Linked DNA regions of Mus musculus: region 2 is linked to region 1. Evidence: chromatin contacts called from public promoter capture Hi-C data. All regions are on one chromosome and are shown on one strand. Each heading gives the region's core, a stretch centred on a gene start, on an enhancer-like site or on the middle of the called end of the contact. The rest is flanking DNA. Distances are from core to core; before and after follow the strand shown.

Evidence for each region. Promoter capture Hi-C pulls out the DNA fragments that hold promoters and counts their contacts.
Region 2: a promoter capture Hi-C map of hippocampal neurons shows a contact between it and region 1, with 6 times the contacts expected there. The contact joins the promoter of Vnn3 here to the promoter of Hbs1l in region 1. A contact is called at or near these places in 2 of 39 promoter capture datasets (hippocampal neurons and liver).

What each region holds. Positions count from the first base shown.
Region 1 is chr10:21,293,903-21,298,604 of GRCm38.p6, reverse strand. It overlaps Hbs1l (Hbs1-like (S. cerevisiae)), which reads right to left and starts at 2,626. Exons shown (of 18, transcript NM_019702.2): 1 at 2,429-2,626. The coding sequence starts at 2,471.
Region 2 is chr10:23,849,439-23,854,140 of GRCm38.p6, reverse strand. It overlaps Vnn3 (vanin 3), which reads right to left and starts at 2,679. Exons shown (of 7, transcript NM_011979.2): 1 at 2,345-2,679; 2 at 2,104-2,234. The coding sequence starts at 2,557.

The DNA of each region.
Region 1 (4,702 bases), core at 1,377-3,876:
ACCACTAACTTAATGTGTTTATAGGTTAACAAATCAAAGGACTTTAAAACTGCAAGGAACATATATAAATTTATAGCAGAGGCTACTATGGAGACACTTCAGTACTTAAGAGAAGAGCACACACTCCCAGTTCTCTTAATGCCAAAAATCTCACAAACCAGAAAAGGGTGATCACAGACTCCACGAAGATTAGGCATCATGAAATACGGAGCATATGGGAACACACATGAGCAAAATGAGAACTTCCCCAGGAAGAGAACATCCAAACCAACTCTAACGGACAGAGGTAGCCAGTTTTCTAGGGCATGCAGGCAGCAGGAACAACATGCTTAAAGGCCAAGACCAAGGGCTGTGGCAAAGAAAATTTGTGTGACTGCTTTAACTGGATAAAAACATGTAAGATTAAATTAAATCAGAATGTAATCCCAAATTTAAATTTCACTCATAACCCCAAAACATACATCTTTAGATATTATAAATCACTTTTGCTAGTTCGGTGAACCTCAAGCATGACAATATACAAATATGAAGAGAACTCTTCCCGTGGTCTTCCTAAAGTGCTTCACTTCTTCAACAAAACATTGGAGGGATTTACTACACGTAAGGTATCCCACCACGCCTGAAGCAGACATACAATTAAAGGCTGTTAAACTATGGGAGAGAGTCTGCAAACATAGCTCGGCTGCTCTCCCTTTATGCACAGTCCTAGGTTCCAACAGCACTGTATAAACCAGGCCTGCCAGCCCATCATCTGGTACTTGGGAGACAGAATCAGAGGCAGAAAGATTATGTTCATCACCCTTGGCTATACCGCGATGACAAGTCCAACAGGGGCTACATGAAACTGTCTCAAAACAAAAACCTATAGATAGAGGCAGTCCTGAAAAGTACTTGGAATTAAACGGTAAAGTAACGCAGGTGTTACACAGAGGAGCCAACAGGTTTTTTGTCCACAGACTAACTCTAATGAAATTAGAATACTTTTGTGAAGTTTTAATTACTGAAAGCCCAAAAGGAAGCCTAACTGGGAAGAAGAAAATGGAAAATGAACTTTTATGAACAGGAAGGGAGGAACATCCCAAGACAGGCTACGCTTGCTTATGATGTCACTGATTGTTACAAAGGAATCAAACCTGACCTCAGGTAGCCAAGGTAAGAAGGTATTCGGCACTCAGAGGCTACACAGAAATCCCAGCCCTTCCCTTCTAATTTAGACCCTCTCTTTTGCATCGTTTCTATATTACTGTCATCACACTGTGGAATCTCTCATGCTTTAACCAGCTGTTACTGTAAACAGTCCTCATGTGTTAAGCAGTACCCTTAAATAGTCAATTATCACTGGCTGAGGAAATATATTGGTAATAAATGTCCCTTATTTCACAGCTACACAATCTCTTCCAGACTAAAGTCATTTCTTAGTGGTAGTGGTCCACCAGGCCTTTTATACAGACACTATGTATTCTTACAGTGAATGCCTGCCAAGTAAGATATTCCAGGCAGACTGGGTCAAAGTCTCCAGATGCAGCCCAGGTTGTTGGTTGGTCAAACCTGTTGAGGACACTGAAGCTCACAATCCCCCCAAAGGGGGTGTTAATAACAACCGCCTGCGTAAACATTGCATCTTCTCCATTTTAAAAAGCAGCAGGTCTTTAGGATTCTTGCATCACTTTACATTTGTGTTTATTTTTAGCTTCTGTGATGCTAAATGATGCTTATTATCATCCACTCAATGCCAACAAACTGCGAGTCCCTTTTTCATGACCTCCCCGCTGGTGTTATTTTTCCATTTCCTTTTTAAAATCAATCTACATTAAGCACTGTTTGCCAATAACTGAATTTATACACCTGAACATCAGCAAATCGACCCAATTTCTTGAGCCCTTTTAAACAAGAATCTTTTCTGTTTCTCACGTCCCCAGTTTTGAAATCCGTTGGAAAAAAATGGAGCAGTCAAAAACGCAGGGACACGGGGACAACGAAATAAATCTGACGTTTGTAGTAGGCCGGCCGCAGGTAAGCGCTAAGCCAGCCTCTTTTCTAACTACGGCCTCGTGGGCTTGTCTGAAGGAGGGCTTATGAGACAGACGTCAGGAACTCATTGCGGGATCCCCGCAGGAAACAGGGAAAGAAGAGGTGACGCTTGGATACGAACAGCATCGGATCCCGACCTCGCCACACCTATGGGCCCTGGAGATGCTACACCCCTGCCCGGTCGGTGAACTAGCTCAGCTAGGAGGCAGACAACACGCCGGCTTCCTCCCCGGGTGTTCCTCTCAGGTCCTGCTCGCTCTCCGCCCGCTCCCTCTCCGCCGAAGATCCCATTGCGAGCGTGGCTCCGGGGTCCATGCTCGATTCCAGGGAGATGTAAAGCGGCCATGGAGACAGCTGGAAGAGCTAAGGTCACGGCCGGCGCGGCCTTACCACCCACCTTCATCGTAGTTATATCCCCGGACGTTCCGATGCCGGGCCATCGCGCACAGACGGCGCCTGCCGCCGTCCCTTCCAGAAAAACTCGGCTCAGAAACCGACGAGGCGCAGACCGCGGGCGGAACACCTCTGCCGCGCCATCTTGTCTTCCGCCAGGCCTCTGCGCCGAGCGTCCGCGCATGCGCGACGTCATACCTGCGCACTTGGCGACGGCAAGCTCTCGGGGTCACTGCGGGCCTCCCGGGAACGCGTGCGCGCTCGCGAACTGGCGGGGGGGGGGGGGGGGCGAGGTCCCGCCCACAAGCGAATTGACTGACGTGGACTTCAAGGCCAGAAATGAAGCAACCAGAGGGTTGTTGAGCGGGATCCTTCACCTACACCGGTTTTCAGGATTATTTCCCAACTTTGGTTTTTGATCATCTGAAAAGCTGCCTATTTCGCTCAGTAAAAACAAGGACTTTGTTTCAGCTTTTAAGCCTTAGTAAACACTATAGGCAATCAATAAACGTGTAAATTTGGCATAATAATTAGTCCAAGCTGTAGAGGGAACTTTTTGAATGAGTAATTTTAGCTTTGAAATGTAGCCACACTGGGTCAATATGCTTCGCATGTAACTCATGGCTTCAGGTATGGGCTCCATATTAAATTCATTAACAGCTCTGGTAAACAACTGTCTGACCTTAGCTTTGTAAAATATTTCATTAGCACGAATTAATTAAGAAGGAAGCCTTAGACATTGATTGAATACATAAATATGTGAACTTGCTAAGGGTGTTTAGTACAGCTTTTCAGACACAGAACTAGCCTTGGGTGCTTATGATGTAATAATAACACATAAATCTATAACCTGTTATTAAACATCCTTGTTTCATACAACATAAGGCTAATAATGCTGTGTAAAAAACATCAACCTTATTATCACACTGAACAAACCATTTTATTGTAGCTTGTGCTTTCAATGCCAAGACCTGGAATCAAAGGCGAATGTCTAACACCACCTTACTCAGCTTTTCTAATCCACAACAATGAGGATAACACAAATTAAATCCATATTTGTAAAGGGCTCAGATTTGAGTTCTGACTGACTACCCAATGGTGTTCTTAACTCACAATGTTTCATATGGCTCCAAGGCAAAACTTTATAGACAAAAAAAAAAAAAAGTAGATGCTAATTTTATGATTTTTAAGTGTTTTATTTTATACCTTTAAATAATTTCCACATTGCAGCCTATTTCTTTGTAAGTGAAGATATTATCTTATACATTATCAAATTCATAAATAATATTTGCCCATGTAAGAGGACTTAGCACAGGACATTAAGTGCTAAAGAGTACTAAATGTGCTGGACCTGGTGGCTCAATTCCTTTAATCTTGGTACTCTGTAGACAGGGACAGGAGGACCAGGAATTCAAGGTCATCCTTGGCTACACAGGGAGTTCCAGGCCAACCAGCACTGTTGAGACCCTGTCTCAACGTCACGTACATAAAACTTAAAAACCAGGGTCAGCTTCTATCCCACTGTAAACGTGAATGCTGTTAATTACAAGTCACTGATGCGGCTATTGAAGTAAATGAGTTATAAACCGACCACATAACTAGTAGGGTGAATAAGAAAACAATCCTGCCTCAGACATGACACATAACTTGGGTGTGTGGACCAGTCTGTTCTGTATTGATTCCTGAAAATGGTATATTATTTACACTTGTTAGTTTCCCTGGCAAGGTGACATAACTCAGAGTCACCTGGAAATTGCCTCATCAGAATTGTCCTGTGAGGCAATGTCTTGATTGATTGATGCAAAGAGTTTCCAGTCTGCTCTACAGGGCAACCTCCTTAGTAGTGGGGCCTGGGCTGTAAGAGAAAGCAAGCCAAGCATGAGCAGAAGAGCGGGCCTGTAAGCAGTTGCACCTGTAGTTCCTGCTTCAGTCTCTGCTTCAGTTTCTACCTTGATGTCCCTCAGTGATGGATTGTAACTTGAAAGTGTGGGGCTGGTGAGACGACTGATGAGTTAAGAGCACTGACTGTTCTTCCGGAGGTCCTGAGTTCAATTCCCAGCAACCACATGGTGGCTCACTACCATCTCTAATGGGATCTTATGCCCTCTTCTGGTGTGTCTGAAGACAGTGACAGTGTACCCATATACATTAAATAAATAAATCTTAAAACAAAACAAAACAAAAACAAAAACCAACAAACAAACAACCTTGGAAGTGTAAGCCAAATAAACCCTTTCCTCCCATAGTTGTTTTTTTGGTTTTGGTTTTTGTTTTTGTG
Region 2 (4,702 bases), core at 1,430-3,929, 2.6 Mb before region 1:
TGCTAGGATTGCAGTCATAAGCTCGGATACCCAGTTGACTTCCTCCTTTTTGTTCTTCAGAGCTGAATGTTCATCATTGGAACAATTCAGTGTTAGAATTTCATAAGCCACTTAAGCCTTCCCGACTTAACAGAATTCAAGCAAGCATGACTATCGGATTTACGGGCACCTTCTCTTCGGAGTGTCAGCTCGAGTGACCTCATAGAGTGAGGTATGTGTTAACGCATGCAGTAGAATGACAGCAAGTAATGACTGCCTCCTGTGCTGGGAGAAGCTTTCAGGAAGAAGACACGGAGTCACTCTCCTGCGCTTCCTGGACACACAGATCATGTGACATTTGGAAAATATTTTCCCAAAGGTAGAAGTCTCAAGGTGAGGCTTGACTCAAATAGCAGAGCTCAAATATGGAAGCTTTGGATTTTCTTTCCAGCTGGCTTCAGGGGGCCAGAATTATGTCTAAAAGCTCTTCCTCGGAGCAGTGGTTCTCAGCCTTCCTAACACTGCGGCCCTTTAAGACGGTTCCTCGTCTTGTGGTGACCCTCAACCATAAAATTATTTTTGTTGCTACTTCTTAACTATAACTTTGCTGCTGTTATAAATCATAATGTAAATACGTGTGTTTTCCAGTGGTCTTACATGACCCTTGTTAAAGTGTTTGACGCAAAGGGATCACAACCCATGGATTGAGAACCACTGCCTTGAAGGCAATAGATATGAGTCTGAACGGGTGCATGCAGATATAAAGTTGGCAACTGAAAGCAGTTTTAAAATTTCCCTACTTAAAAAAAAATCACCTGTGAACTATGCTAAAAGGTAAGGACACCAACAAATCTATCTCATCTTCATTTAAATTAATAAACATAATTTCTTAATTAAATATATATTTTAAGGAAGTTATGCTCAAACCACACTTATTAATAATTTCTAAAATCTCTATTAAAAAAGTTTGTAGTAGTTTACACATGTTTTCTTCTACCAAAAAGAAGTCGTTGTGACCTGAGATGTTAAAAAGAACACTGCAGGGTAAAGGGTCACACACACCATTTTGTTTGACATTCTTGTCTATTCTATAAGGAAAGTAGGGATGGAATTTCATTGCACTCATATTATAGACAGAGAAACATTTGTGCTGTGTACCCATCCACTCAGCTGGGAGGTAGTAAGATGTGGACTCAGAAAGGAAGCTTCCTGTTCAAGCCCCCTGAAACTCCCATGCACCTTACTGACTACTGTGGAACCAAGGTGACGGCACGGTGTTAGCAACACAGGCTCTGGAAGGGTTAGCTTGGGAACCGTTCACAGTTTCCCCAGTGTTCTCCCCTATGGATCCACTCACAAGCCTAACCAGTGTCTTCCTGTAGACTCTCAGGTGGTATATTTATATTATCTAAAAGCTGGCCTTAGATTTTTCAACAGTTTCCAGTTGGACTTCCTTCAGCCGTGATACTCACCCCCTTCTCGCTCTCTTCCCTTTCTCCCTCTCGCCCCTGCCTGCCTGTCTCTGTTTCTCTGTCTCTGTCTATCTCTTATCTCTCTGTCTCTGTGTCTCTCTGTCTCTATCGCTCTGTCTGTCCATCTGTCTGTATCCATGTCTTTACAGACAGTCATAGGTAGTTGTTTTAATGTGTCTCTGGACCTTAGAAACAGTGACTGGAAAAGAAAAAGGAAAAGGAAAAGGAAAAGGAAAAGGAAAAGGAAATGGAAAAGGCAAAGGCAAAGGAAAAGGCAAGGCACACAGGCTCCTTAATCATTTCACTCTTCTTGTGAAGGCTCCTGGGCGAACCCACTGACTTGCACTTGAGAGCTCAAGTTCCAGAAGTACCATTCTCACTTGGCTGAAACTTAGTTAAACATACTTGTGGGGAACAGTTCACATGCTAGATTTTAAAGAGAACTGTTGTCGTAATGAATCAAGTATTCTTAGCCAAAGATATTTGCCACATGAAGGCACAGTGAGTAGCAGACACTATGAAGCATTAGGCCAGTGCCACAGACTGTCTAATCATCAGAAAAAAATAACAAGTCAAGCCTGGTGACATTACTGCTCTATCTCATCGTTAACTCTTTGTTGACAGAGTCATTTACTCTTTGGCATGATGTTACCTCCTAGGGTCTCTACAGGGAATCCAGTTCACTTCAGGGTCTGGTATATCCTCTAGGTAGGGGTAAATGGTCTCCCTGGTGAAGATCCAACCATAGATTCCATCTTCTGGCGTCACAATGATATGTGCACCCTGCTCAAAACAGACATGGAAAGAAAAGTTTCCTCATCATTTTTAAATATCTACATTCTTGTCCAGCTGCAATCAATATCCCATCTCAGACATGAACAAAAGAGTGTTACCTGTCTGGCTGCCAGCTTGATTGCACTCTCCAAAATGTCTATGTTCTTGTTTATCAGGAGCAAAGCCTCTTCAGTGGAAACAGGACTTTCAGTTTTGTTTGGCAGTATAACAGCATGTTCATACACAGCAGCAATAAAAGTGTCCATTGAACCCACAGCCTGGGCAAAGAAGACAAAACTCACTGCCCATTGAGGAAAATGTAATGAAGCCATAATTAAAATAGAGTGATCTCTGAAAATCAGAAGGTTCTTCTACTGTATCTCAGTGGGAAAAAAAAATATTCAGACGCAAGTCGTGATGCCAGCCAGCTGCCTGTGAATATATTATGGAACACGGCATTGAGGAACAGGGTTATGCAAGATTGGCAGAAGTTCAGAATTGCATGAGCATGGGTTTGCAGCAATTGTTGACATTGCTCAGAGGCCAACTCATCTCTAAAAGGGAAATCACTGAACCAACCAGTTGAGTCCATACTAAACGTACTGGTCAAGTTCTTAATTGGTGTATTTTTAAATTAAAGGTATTTTACTAGCACACCAATATTCCCATTAGTACAGTAAATACTGTGGTGTTCTAGAAGACAGCTATCACATCAACAATTTGTTGAGGATTTATACTTATGGCTGCAATAGGGACAAAACAGTCTAAGAAAAGCCTGAGGGTTTTATTTTAATTAGATTTGTTTTGTTTTATTTGTATGGGTATTTTGCCTCTATGTGTGTATCTGTACCAAGTCCATGACTGGTCAGGTCAATCCAGGAAGGTCAGAAGACGGTGTCAGATTTCCCCGTGGAATTGGAGTTTCAGGGGTTATGAGTATTGGTGGTGACAAGGATACTGAGAAACAAATCCAGGTCTTCTGAAAGAACAAGTGTTCCTAACTACTAAACCATTTCTCCAGCCATCCTTTGTTTCATTTGAGAATTTCATACAGGTCTATAATGTGTTTTAGTCAAACACACAAATCCAACCCCCATTCTCACACCTCTTCTCTCTCTCTCTCTCTCTCTCTCTCTCTCTCTCTATATATATATATATATATATATATATATATATATATATATATATATATATATATATATCAGGTCCAAATGAGTCCAGGTTTTCCATAGTTGATGGTAGGGGGAAGGAGTCTCTAGGACAGGAGCCTAGAATAACTTTCCTCTGAGAGGCTCCACCCAGCAGCCAATGGAATGAGATGCAAGACTCATATCAAACATTAGATGGAGCTTGGGGAGCCTTATGGAAGAGCTGTGGGAAGGATTGAGGGACCTGAAGAGAACAAGGACTCCACAGGAAAACCAACAGAGTCAACTAACCTGGACCCTTGGGGGCTCCCAGAGACTGAATCACCAACCAAAGAGCAAGCATAAGCTGGACCTACCTAGGTCCCTGCACGTATGTAGCAGATCTGTAGCTTGGTCATTATGCAGGTCCTCCAACAGAAGAGAGGACTGTCTCTAACTCAGCTGTCTGCCTGCCTGCCTTGTCTGCCTGCCTTTGGATCCTGTTTCCCTAACTGGGCTGCCTTATCTGGCCTCAGTGAGAGAGGATGCACCTAGCCCTGCAGAGACTTGATGTGCAGGAGGCAGAGTAAGGGCTGGGGGTGGGCAATACCTAGAGGGGAACTCCCCTTTCTCAAAGGAGGGAAGAATGCAGAGAGGATTTGCATGAGGGGTACTGGGAAAAAAAGGGGGGCTGACATTGGGATGTAAAGTGAATAAATAAATTTAATAAAAATAAAATAAAATTTGACCAAAGAAAGAAAAACAGAAATAAAACCTTATCTTTCTTCCCCCAGCAGCAACCAATTGCCACCTTCTGCACTGGAGTGAGACTTCAGCAGCCTCTCCTCCATCCTTGCTGAATTTTAGGCAGCTTGATCTAGAGTGGGTCTTATGCAGTCTATAGGTTCTGAGTTTGTGTGTGCCAGGGCCCTCTCATGTCCAATGTGCAAATGCAATTCACTGTAGATGTTCACTATTTCTGGCTTTTACATTCTTTCCATTGCCTCCTCCACAGTCATCTTTGATCCTTGGGGAGGTGAGTGATTTAGATTTGTCATTTAGAGCTGAGCACTCCACTCTTTCTTACTCTCTGCATGTGTGCCAGTTATGGGTCCCTGTGTTAATCAATGTAGAAGAAGAAAAGGAGGAGGAGGAAGAGGAGGAGGAGGAGGAGGAAGAAGAAGGAGGAGGAGAAAGAGGAGCTTCTCTGATGAAGGTTAAGAAATGTACTAATCTACATATGTAAAGATACGATCTTAGGGTGAAGTTTATTTCTATGTCCATTTAGAATAATAGTGTTAAATTCTTTTCCTAGGGTCTATGACAGTCTGCCATAGTGATCTGAATGAG